Regions from separate parts of the Sus scrofa genome. Here all the other regions are linked to region 3. Evidence: chromatin contacts called from public HiChIP or PLAC-seq data. All regions are on one chromosome and are shown on one strand. Each heading gives the region's core, a stretch centred on a gene start, on an enhancer-like site or on the middle of the called end of the contact. The rest is flanking DNA. Distances are from core to core; before and after follow the strand shown. Region 1 overlaps TMEM87A (transmembrane protein 87A). Region 2 overlaps VPS39 (vam6/Vps39-like protein). Region 3 overlaps CAPN3 (calpain 3).

Evidence for each region. HiChIP or PLAC-seq counts read pairs in DNA pulled down with a chosen protein or histone mark.
Region 1: a contact with region 3 is called in an H3K27ac HiChIP or PLAC-seq map of alveolar macrophages. The contact joins two enhancer-like sites. A contact is called at or near these places in 6 of 47 Hi-C or Micro-C datasets (adipocytes, brain, embryonic fibroblasts and 2 more) and 1 of 2 datasets of contacts at active chromatin or transcription factors (alveolar macrophages).
Region 2: an H3K27ac HiChIP or PLAC-seq map of alveolar macrophages shows a contact between it and region 3. The contact joins two enhancer-like sites. A contact is called at or near these places in 1 of 47 Hi-C or Micro-C datasets (epiblast stem cells) and 1 of 2 datasets of contacts at active chromatin or transcription factors (alveolar macrophages).

What each region holds. Positions count from the first base shown.
Region 1 is chr1:129,117,315-129,120,881 of Sscrofa11.1, forward strand. TMEM87A (transmembrane protein 87A) reads left to right here. Exons shown (of 20, transcript XM_005659710.3): 8 at 1,903-1,964; 9 at 2,754-2,937. Among named protein-coding and RNA genes, the nearest start is that of TMEM87A, 21 kb to the left of the region's middle. Within about 2 kb of position 2,272, at least 1 of the 83 cell types and tissues checked has an H3K27ac peak or open chromatin away from gene starts, as enhancers often do. A contact at or near this core is called in alveolar macrophages, where this site is marked.
Region 2 is chr1:129,168,591-129,172,262 of Sscrofa11.1, forward strand. VPS39 (vam6/Vps39-like protein) reads left to right here. Exons shown (of 25, transcript XM_021097283.1): 8 at 3,572-3,672. Among named protein-coding and RNA genes, the nearest start is that of VPS39, 26 kb to the left of the region's middle. Within about 2 kb of position 1,636, at least 7 of the 83 cell types and tissues checked have an H3K27ac peak or open chromatin away from gene starts, as enhancers often do. A contact at or near this core is called in alveolar macrophages, where this site is marked.
Region 3 is chr1:128,970,108-128,973,880 of Sscrofa11.1, forward strand. CAPN3 (calpain 3) reads right to left here. Exons shown (of 24, transcript NM_214171.2): 9 at 2,657-2,734; 10 at 1,741-1,901; 11 at 430-599. Among named protein-coding and RNA genes, the nearest start is that of CAPN3, 41 kb to the right of the region's middle. Within about 2 kb of position 2,509, at least 2 of the 83 cell types and tissues checked have an H3K27ac peak or open chromatin away from gene starts, as enhancers often do. A contact at or near this core is called in alveolar macrophages, where this site is marked.

The sequences.
Region 1 (3,567 bases), core at 1,022-3,521, 150 kb after region 3:
GGCGTGGCTGTGGCGTAGGCCAGCAGCTGTAGCTCAGATCTGACCCCTAGCTTAGGAACTTCCATATGCTGTGGGTGTGGCCCTAAAAAGCAAAATAAATAAATAGATAGATAGATAGATGGATCATGCATTTTCACACCTGTCTTTGTTCATGTAATATCCTCTATCCAGATGGCTATTTACTTGTGTCTCATGGAAAATACACACATCCTTCTGGATCTGGCTCAGGGGACAGTTCTCTGTTGCTTTCCAGCTCCCTCTCCCCTTGTAGATGGTAATCCACTAGATGGCAGAAAACATCTTGTACATCTTTCCATCTCCTATATTTTCCATAGTATGTGTCACATGGTAAGTGCTTTGTAAATGTTATGTTCTATTGTAGTATAATAGAGTAGGAATTAGCCAACTTATTTTTAAAGTATCATATAGTAAATGTTCTATTACAGCTCCCCAACTCTGCCACTGTGGTGTAAATATAGTCATACAGTTGACTATTTGTGAGTGGATGTGACTGTTTTCCAATAAAACTTTTATTTATTTATTTTTTGGTGGCATGTAAGGCATGTGGAAGTTCCTGGGCCAGGCAGGGGTCAAACCATGCCACAGCAGTGACAATGCCAGATCCTTAACCCTCTACGCCACAAGAGAACTCCTTCAATAAAACTTTATTTACAAAAAGTGGATGGCCAGATTTGGCCCATGTGCTATATTTTGTTGACATCTGCAATAGAGTAAACAAAGAATGTGACATATAGTCACTGATTATTTTACTTGCTCTTTTATTAAGAAGTTTCGATTACTAACCAGTTTATGAAGTTTTTGTAATTGGTGTTGTGGAATGCTCCTTTTCTTCATAAAAATATTGGAGATGATTTTCCTTTTTGTCTGGTAAAAATTAGTAGGAAATTTTTGAATAGTTTGTGGAGTTAGCTGTCGCTTCTCAGATAAATGGGTTTATTTATTAATCATATCTAAAATCCATCCAAATAGTTTTATCAGTTACAATTTAAAATAGTCATAGGTTTACTTCAGTAAGACAAATCTGTCTTTCAGATTTTTTTTTTTTTTAACCCCTTTTTAGAGCTGCATCCAGGGCATATGGAGATTCCCAGGCTAGGGGTCAAATCGGAGCTATAGCTGCTGGCCTATGCCATAGCAATGTGGGGTCCGAGCCGTGTCTGCGACCTACACCTCACAGCAACACTGGATCCCTAACCCACTGAGGCCAGAGATCAAACCTGTGTCCTCATGGATACTAGTCAGATTCGTTTCTGCTGAGCCATGATGGGAGCTCCTAGATTCTTGATGTTACTGGCATTTGTTCTGTTTCCTTAAATACTTTGTTGTTATTAATCACCTTTTGAAAATGGTATGTTTCCTATGTTAGGAAAAATGACATAAAATTGAAGTAGGTAAAAAAAGCAATAGAAAAATAGAGGTGAGAAGAAAGAAAAGACAAAAAGGCAGCAGCATGAAGGAATGAAGTCCTGTACTTATCAAAGCACATTAGTAATGTTACTATAAGGAAAAATATGTACGAAGTGTTTGGAATTGAGAAGAGATGGGGAATAGTTCATTTGGGCGGCTCAGCAGACTTTGTGGAGGAAATACACTCAGCTTTGTCTTTAAAGGACGAGAGTATAGGAACAAAGCTTTTCCACCTAAGATACTGACTGGAGCAGTGGCATAGGGAGGCTTGTGCAGGACACAACGTGAACTATGAGAACATTTGTAAAGTACTTCATGGAAGTGCTTTACAAATGTAATATTCACCAGGATTGAAATGATTAGAAGCAAATCACCCAATGGAGTTTTCATTAATTTAATCGAGCTAATATTAGACAATGGTATTTGTTTAATGTTTGCATCCTTTCATTAATTCTGAGGACTGTGTTTTGGCAGTGACTGTTGAAGTGAAAGGTCCCTATGAATACCTCACACTTGAAGACTATCCTCTGATGATTGTAAGTGAACTTTTTTCCTTAACCTGACTATTAAATGAGTTTAACCTTAAAGATTGTCCATGTTTTGTGGCAGTATTAAAGACTTGTTCCTGCATATAGTTCAGAAAATATTGCATGTGGTTCTATGCTTAACTTCTTCCTGGAACGTGATGTTGGGAGTGTCAGTGAACCTCTCTGTGCCTCGTTTTCCCATTGTAAAATGGGGAAGACAATGACTTGTGAAATTTTCGAGTTGGAAACTACCTCAAAGATCATTTCATCTCCCACGTCCTCTGTAGAATCCAAAAATGGGGTACTTCTTAAAACCCTGTAGTTTCTAATCCCACTTAGTATAAGTAAATGACGATACTTCCTTCCTCCTTTTCAGTGTGTCTGTGTCCAAGAATATCCTTAATCTATTTTCAGATTTCTTTTGTTTGTGATTAGTTGTTTTTCTTTTTCAGTTTTCCCACTCTGTTGTTTTTCATTGCTGTCATATATATCCTAACCCTGCCATGCCTTTTTTCCTCTTCAGTGTTGTCTTAATTTAAATTATTTTAAACCGTGAGCTAAAAAACTCTTTTAATATAGTAGAGCAGTCACTCTTGATGACAGGTTCTTAGGTAGTCTCCCTCTGCCCGAGAGGGGATAGTTTTTCTATCTAAATTGAACTTCAAAGAAATAATTTATTTTTAAAATAGAAAGTGTAATGTGTGTGTGTGTATTTGTAATATGTTCAGACTGCATGTTGACCTAAATTGGCTCTTGGCCCTAATCCTTCTTTTTTTCTTTTACCCACTGGGATGACAGTTTTTTATGGTGATGTGTATTGTATATGTCCTGTTTGGTGTACTGTGGCTGGCATGGTCTGCTTGCTACTGGAGAGATCTCCTGAGAATTCAGTTTTGGATCGGTGCTGTCATCTTCTTGGGAATGCTTGAGAAAGCTGTCTTCTATGCAGAATTTCAGAATATCCGATACAAAGGAGAATCTGGTATGTAATCAAAAAATGTTTGCCAATTCATGAGTGATTAGCAGGTGAGACTTTTTCTAAGGTCAGCAGTCATTAAGTTTTACTTTTCAGTTATTTAATTATTAGGATAATTTAAGCAGAATCAGTATGATTGTGACTTTGTTTTTAACCTCTTGACTTGTGGTTTCAATGATTTAAGAGTAATTTTACTGAGGGGGGAAATGAATTAGGAGTTTGGGATTAACATACACACCGCTATCTATAAAATAGATAAACAACAAGGATCTTCTGTATAAAACAGGGAATTACATTCAATGCCTTGTAATAACCTATGATGGAAAAGAATTTGATAAAGAATAGACATAGATATATATTTGTATGTAACTGAATTACTTTGTTGTATACTTGAAACAACACAACATTGTAAATTAACAAAAAGTCAATTTTTTAAAAATAGTTATTGAAAAAAAAGTAATTTTACTGAAATATATTCACGAAAGTTTATAACAGTATTGGCCATTTGGGGACTATTATTATTGAATATCAATTGCTGTTGATTTTTAGGATACTATTATTATATCCATCCAAGAAAGAAAGTACTGTAAATTTAATTGTAAGATGACATTGATTGTAAGACACATCTTAATTTCA
Region 2 (3,672 bases), core at 386-2,885, 200 kb after region 3:
CTCTGTGATGGTATTGCCTGGAAGCATATGACCATACTCACAGAAATTCTTTTTCACTGGGAAGAGTGAGCATTTGTGACTGGAGTTCCAGTAGTGGCTCAGTGGTAACAAACCCAACTAGTATCCATAAGGATTCAGGTTTGATCCCTGGCCTCACTCAGTGGGTTAAGGATCCAGGCATTACTGTGAGCTGTGATGTAGGTCACAGACATGGCTCAGATCTGGTGTTGCTGTGGCTGTGGCGAAGGCCAGCAGCTATAGCTCCTGTTTGACCCCTAGCCTAGGAACACCCATATGCCTAAAAAAAAAACAAAAGAAAGAAAGAAAGAAAGAAAGAAAAGAAATAGTTACTGCTTTGGGGGACATAAGGACATGCTGTCTTTAAGGCCTCTAGCTCAGGACATAAGGATTACATCTTGGCTAAAGAGATGAAACAAGGGCCTGGTTAAGGTGTTGAGTTGAGATTTGATGGTTTAGAAAGGGAAAATTCATTGTTCAGTTAGTCAGTAAGAAGTTTCACTAAGATTGGACTAGACCAGGCAGAGAGTTTAGGACCTGGCTTGAAGGAAAATTTCATTCATTCTAGGCAGAAAGTATAGTTTGACCAATGAGCAGAAAGGCAGAAGCTATGCTGATTTGTGAGAGGGCATCCAGCAATGGAGCTGGCTGAAACAGATGGTCTGGATTATGGAAGAATAAGGAGGGGCCAGTTGTTAGAGGCTCAGGAGAAGGTCTGAGTGGCCAGGAGATTCCTGAGTGGTAGATTGTCTTGATAAAAGCCTCATGGTCTAGGGTGGTTATTCTCCTGGTGATTAGAGATGAATAGACCAGAAGGAGTATTTTAGAAGGCTCAAAATTATGTATATTAACACATTTTGGGGATTGGGGGAATGTTTAGGAGCTTCACAAGAAGCTCTGTGATATTCTAGGGACCCTTGTTTTCCCTTCAGAAGAGGGAGATGAGGTGAAAGTGTGTGAAATACGCTGGAAGTGGATTTTTTTCTTTCTTTCTTTTTTTTTTTTTTTGTCTTTTTGCCATTTCTTGGGCCGCTCCCGCGGCATATGGAGGTTCCCAGGCTAGGGGTCGAATCGGAACTGTAGCTGCCAGCCTACGCCAGAGCCACAGCAACGCAGGATCCGAGCCGCGCCTGCAACCTACACCACAGCTCACGGCAACGCCGGATCGTTAACCCATTGAGCAAGGGCAGTGACCAAACCCACAACCTCATGGTTCCTAGTTGGATTTGTTAACCACTGCGCCACGACGGGAACTCCTGAAGTGGATTTCTGACTCTTGTTTTAATCTTGGCCAGTGCCCGGCACCTTTGGCAGTGTTTCTCGAAAGCGTTTTTGTGCCTTAAAGTACTGGGGGCGAAGACATTCTTTCTAGGTAGAGTGGACCATCTGACAGGAAGAAGATGAACCTTCTTAGAATGGAGTAACTTTAAACTCTGCTTATATCTCTGCTGTCCTCCTCACTACTTTCCCAGGCTCTAGAAGGGCCTCCCTGTCCCTGTGCCTTTTTCCAAGCTACTACCTCTTCCTTTCTTCTCTGCCCAGCCAGTGTCATGCTCCTGTGACCAGGCGCCTTTCAGTGGCACTTCCTCTCTGAAGTCTTCTCTGACCCGTAGGCAGAATTAGTCACTTCCCCCTTGGTGTTCCCACCGCCCTTTCAGCTTTCTTTGTTGGGGCAGCCTCCCTGTCCCACTGGCCAGTGAGTTGTCTGTCTCCTCTGCTTGCATAGGAGCTCATGTCTTGGTCCCCTTTGAGTAGTGCCTGAAATATCACAGCCTCTTAGTAAATGCTCGCTGAGTATACAAATCATATCAATGTCAGCCATTCATTATATGCCTGCTGCACACCAGCCACTCTGCCAAGGTTGAAGAGGCAGACAGATCCAGACCACCTCTGTTGTCAAAAAGTTGGGGAGACTGAAAAAATGATAAGATATGACAACCAAAAAGATTTTTATTGTAGATTTCTTCTCTTTTTTGGCTTTATAGGACCACACCCACAGCATATGGAGGTTCCCAGGCTAGGGGTCAAATCGAAACTACAGCTGCCAGCCATAGCCACAGCCATAGCCATGCCAGATCTGAGCCATGTCTGCAGCCTACACCATAGCTCACGGCAATGACGGATCCTTAACCCACTGAGCGAGGCAAGGGGTCAAACCCGCAACCTTATGGTTCCTGGTCAGATTTGTTTCCAGTGCACAACGACGGGAACTCCAGATTGCTTCTTTATTGAATTAGACCTTATTAAAAGTGGGCCAGATTTTACAAGGACAGAGAAATTTTACATATTTATACAAATTATCATGTAAAAAAATTGTAATAGCTTTTAAAAATGAGACCAGCCTAAAAAAAGAATCTAATACAAAACCATGGGCTATTTAATTATTTTTTTTGGTAAGATGAAAAATATCAACATAATAACAACAGCATTCAAATTGATAAAGGTATTACTTAGGCCTCAGTTTCCGCATTTCTGAGTTCCCTTTGGCTTTTAAATTTTATTGCAGTATTCATTTAGAGTATAAATTTCAAATATAACCTGAAAAACTCTTTTATCAGAAAATAAATAATGGAGTTCCTTTCGTGGCTCAGCGGAAATGAATCTGACTAGTATCCATGAGGACGCATGTTCGATCCCTGGTCTCGCTCATTGGGTTAAGGATATGGCATTGCTGTGACCTGCATTGTAGGTTGCAGACGTGGCTTGGATCTGGCATGGCTGTGGTTTAGGCCAGTGTCTACAGCTCTGATTTGACCCCCAGTCCGGGAACCCCTATATGCTGTGGATGAGGCCTAAAAAAGACAAAAAAAAAAAGGAAAGAAAGAAAGAAAGAAAGAATATAAATAACAAGGAAGACAAATTTATAGCAAGTTAGCCACATAAATATTCTTTGGGAGTTTCCCTGTAGCTCAGCGGGTTAAGGATCTGTCTGTAGTAAGGGTTCGATTCTTGGCCCTGGAACTTCCATGTACCATGGGCGTGGCCAAAAGAAACAGAAAAGAAAATGGCTACGCTGAGAATGCCATCCAGCTGCCTTCTCTGTGAACTGGTGAGCATCAGGTAAAGCTTTATGACTTATCCCTGTGAAAATCTAAAGCAGAAATAACATTGGCCAGAAATTTCAATTTCAAGGAAAAAGAAGAAGAAAGAAACTGTCCTCTTCTTGACCTTCCTAAAAGAATGAGAAAAGAAGTTGTGTGACCTTGTGCTGCTGTGTCATTAGGAGCAGCTGCAGCTGGCCTTGGTCTGGTCTGGTTTTGTGACTGATGAGAAAGGAGCCTGTGACGCTCTCACCCAGTTCGCTCAAGGAAACAGCAGGAATGGGATCAGGTCACTCTGAACAAAGCTGGATGCATCTTTTCTGTGCATGAGATTTCTCTTAGTGTCGCTGAGACAAGACATTTTCCTTTGTGTATCACAGTATGGGATCTTGGTATTGGACTAGTGGACTATTTGGAGATCCAAATGCAGCTAAGAAATGAGAAGCTGAATCAGTTCATAAACCTAAAGCCTTAGAGCAGAAATACAACTCAGAATGTTCTCTCTTGTGCAGAGCACCAGCCTCCCTACATCATTGCAGTGTTGCCTCGATACGTAGAGATCCGAACATTTGAGCCAAGGCTTCTGGTCCAGAGCATTGAATTGCAAAGGCCT
Region 3 (3,773 bases), core at 1,259-3,758:
TTTTTTTTTGGTCTTTTTGCCATTTCTTGGGCCACTCCTGTGGCATATGGAGGTTCCCAGGCTAGGGGTCTAATCGGAGCTGCAGCCACCGGCCTACGCCAGAGCCACAGCAACGCGGGGTCCGAGCAGCATCTGCAACCTACACCACAGCTCACAGCAATGCCGGATCGTTAACCCACTGAGCAAGGGCAGGGATCGAACCCACAACCTCATGGTTCCTAGTTGGATTCGTTAACCACTGCGCCATGACGGGAACTCCCCTAGATGAGTTTTTTTTTTAATTCTTACAAACTTCTAAGAGGTTCTGACACAAGGGGGCCTGATAAAGGGAGTTTGGGGATTTGGGGGAGAGGTCACTGAGTATTGGGGAAGCCCCATGAAAGCCTCCTCCCTGAAAAGGTAGCCTGAAGCCAGTTAGGGACTGCATACCTCGTAGATGGCGAAGCCGATGGTGAAGAGGTTGGCCCCCAGCTTCCGGTCCTTCCGCCGGTTCTTCTGCATCAGTGCTACCAGGAAGCTGCAGATCACCTCGGAGTCGTCAGGGTCATCATCCTCCTCCAGGAGCTTCAGACGGTACTGTGGGTTGGTCCAGAAAGTGTCTGTGCCCCCCAAAGGAATGGTATGTTCAGGTCTGCCTCTTGAAGGGGGCAGCCCAGGAGATGAGATGGAGGGAACCTCTTTATCTCTATCCCCCCAGCATATAGGTGCTCAGGTATGTATGGAAAATATGATCCCAGCATTTGTCTAGTTATTTGGTGTGTTGGGGGTGGTAGCCTTTATAGCTTTATACAGATGGAGCTGTGCTGATGGGCTGTGTGGCTTCCTCTTCTGCACTTTCATTCTCATTCTTTGCAGATGGCTACACTTCCCTCACCTGCCCCTTCAGCGTTGTTGGTCCCTGGGGTTTGTTCCTGGGCCTCTTCTCTCACCCTGTCCACTTTCTAACTTTTCCCGACACTCTGATGATGCCTGAGCTGTAGATCCCAGCCTCAATCTGTCTCTCCCTTTGTCCTTTCTTTTTTTCTCCCCTCTCTCCCTCCCTCCATTCCTTCCTTCCTCTCTCCCTCCTCTCTTCTTTTCACCCTTTCTTCTTTCCCTCCACAAATATGTATTGAATCACTGTCATAGAGCCAAGTACCATTCTTATCTATGCAGCCAGTCCACTATCACACATCTTCCCTTGGATATTCTGCAGGGGCTTCAGAAATCCCATTTCCCATATCCCATGCTCCCTCCCTGCAAAGACATAGCCAACCCCGCCAAAAACATACAACACACTGATTTTTCTTTCTTAGGTGTCTCATGTTGCATCATAGGCAGCATCCACTCAGGTTCTCAAACTGGGAAACCCAGTGTCATTCTACCTTCTTCCTTCTCCACATCACCCAACATCCTCTCCCCTTAACCTGTCCCATCCTCCCATCTCTGCTGCTCCCAACTTGGCCTAGGCTTTCATCCTCCCTGGCTTGAACTCTTGCCATAGATGCTAGTAGTCCTCCAGTCCCATCTCAGCATCATGAACACGGTCCTGTTCTGACACAATAACCTGCCTAAAAGTTGTTACCAGCCCCTTCATATAAAACTTCTCCTAAGGTTTCCTTCTCAGTCAAATAGGGATGGCTTATTTCATAAGGTAATGTCTGTCTGGGACTTAGTAGAGACTCGGCAAATGCTGGTTAATATTATTCTGCCTGGAACTTGTTCTGCTTGGACCCTTCCCTCATTCAGAGCATCTCCCACCTGGGAAGTTGCGACAGCCTCCGGCAGAGCAGCCCCTCACCCAGCGGCCCTCGTTCACAGACACTGTCCAAGTCTGAAGCTTGTCGGACTCCAGGGCATCAGCTGTGAGGTTGCAGATCTCCAGCTTTGTGAAATGGTAGATGAAATCATCATAAGACATCCTGAGAAGTTGGAAGGAAAGAGAGACCCATATGGGAAGCTGGGAAAGGTAAGACTCCAAGGCTAACACAGCACAATGAAATAATCCAGAGAAACTTGGTCATGGACCTAGAGAGAGCCCTGTCCTTCCTTTTTAGGGTCATTTCTGATGTATCTCTTGAAATAAAGACTCAAACTCGTGTGTCCTTGATGGGATTGCTTGGCAGCAGTTTAGTTCTCTGAAATGTTTCTTGTGTGCTCCTCCACTGGGTCCTAGGCATTGTGCCAGGCACAGGGAAAAGAGACACAGATGGGAAAGGACAGACAATTAAGCAAGCAATTTTAAACGTGATGAGTATCACAAAGAAATTCATCTCAGTCCTAGGGAAGACAAGGGGATCCTGAAGAAAAGTTGAATCTGACTCGAAGGCTAAGCAGAAATGATCTGAGTGAGGGTAAGGGTGGCACTGGATGAGCACAGTAAGTAGAGCTTCCTGGGCTTAGAAAGTGGCACCATGAAGGCCGGGAGCAAGTGGCTGAAGCAGTGTGCATGGCAGAGGGTGGGGCCACATCGTGCTGGCCTGGTCCTGGGCACAGTCATCACCATGACTCTCGGGCTCCTCCCAAAACCTCAATCTTCCGGGGCCACTGGCTGGAGATGAACAGAGCCCAGATGTCCCAAGGGCTGCAACCTGATGGCCTCTGGGGTTTGAGGTTTAGGGTTTCAGCCCCTACCCAATCGCCTACCCCTCAGGGTCTTCCTGGGTCTTGGACTCACCAGAACTCTCCATCCTCAGTGACCTGGTGCTGCAGACGGGCCTTCTCATCTTTGTCCACAAAGCTCCAGTCCTTCCAACTAGAGGGACAATGGAGGCGTTATAGAAGGAAGAAGAAAGGGAAGGCCTGGTATAGGTTAGGGCAGGAGGTATCAGAGAAACAGGAAGAAGGTTAGAGAATAACTCATCTCAGCTAGTGTGACCCATTAAAATGCAAATCTGATCTGATACCCTCAGTGTAAGATCCAGTCATTGATTCCTACCACCCTCAGGTTTAAGATCAAGCTCCTTAAATGGTTTATAAGGGCTTGACTCTTCTCTAGCTGGTTCTTTTTTTTTTTTTTTTTCCTTTTTTTGCCACCCAATGGCATACAGTGTTCCTGGGCCAGGGAGCAGATCCAAGCCACAGTTGCAACCAACACTGCAGCTATGGCAATGTTGGATCCTTAACCCACTGTGCCAGCCCAGGGATCAAACCTGTATTCCAGTATTCTCAAGGCACCACTGATCCTGTTGTGCTATAGCGGGGACTCTTCTAGCTGATACTTTTTTTTTTTTTTTTTCTTTTTAGGGCCGTACCCGTGGCATATGAAAGTTTCCAGGCTAGGGATCCAATCGGAGCTACAATTGCCAGCCTACACCACAGCCACAGCAACATCAGATCTGAGCCGTGTCTGCAACCTACACCACAGCCCATGGCAATGCCAGATTCTTAATCCACTGAAGGAGGCCAGGGATCGAACCTGAAACCTCATGGTTCCTAGTCGGTTTTGATTCTGCTGAGCCACGACGGGAACTCCGAGCTGATTCTTTAACCATTCGTAAACACTTTAAAAGTTATACTCTGGGCTCTAGAAGTAGATAAACTGGGGTTTCAATGTAATAATATTAGTTGTAACTTTGGGCAAGTCGCTTCACCTTTGCTCTGCTTCTGTCTTAGCTGCAAAAGGGGAATGATTATATCACCTATGCACAGGGCTGTGATGAGCAAGAAATAAAATCACTCATGAAAAACTTTTAGAACAGTCCTCGTCATCTACAAAGTGACTGTCTGAGTAACGGAGAGAAAGCCCAAACATGTCAACTTCTCCTTCCACCCTGCCACCCCACAAAACTCTC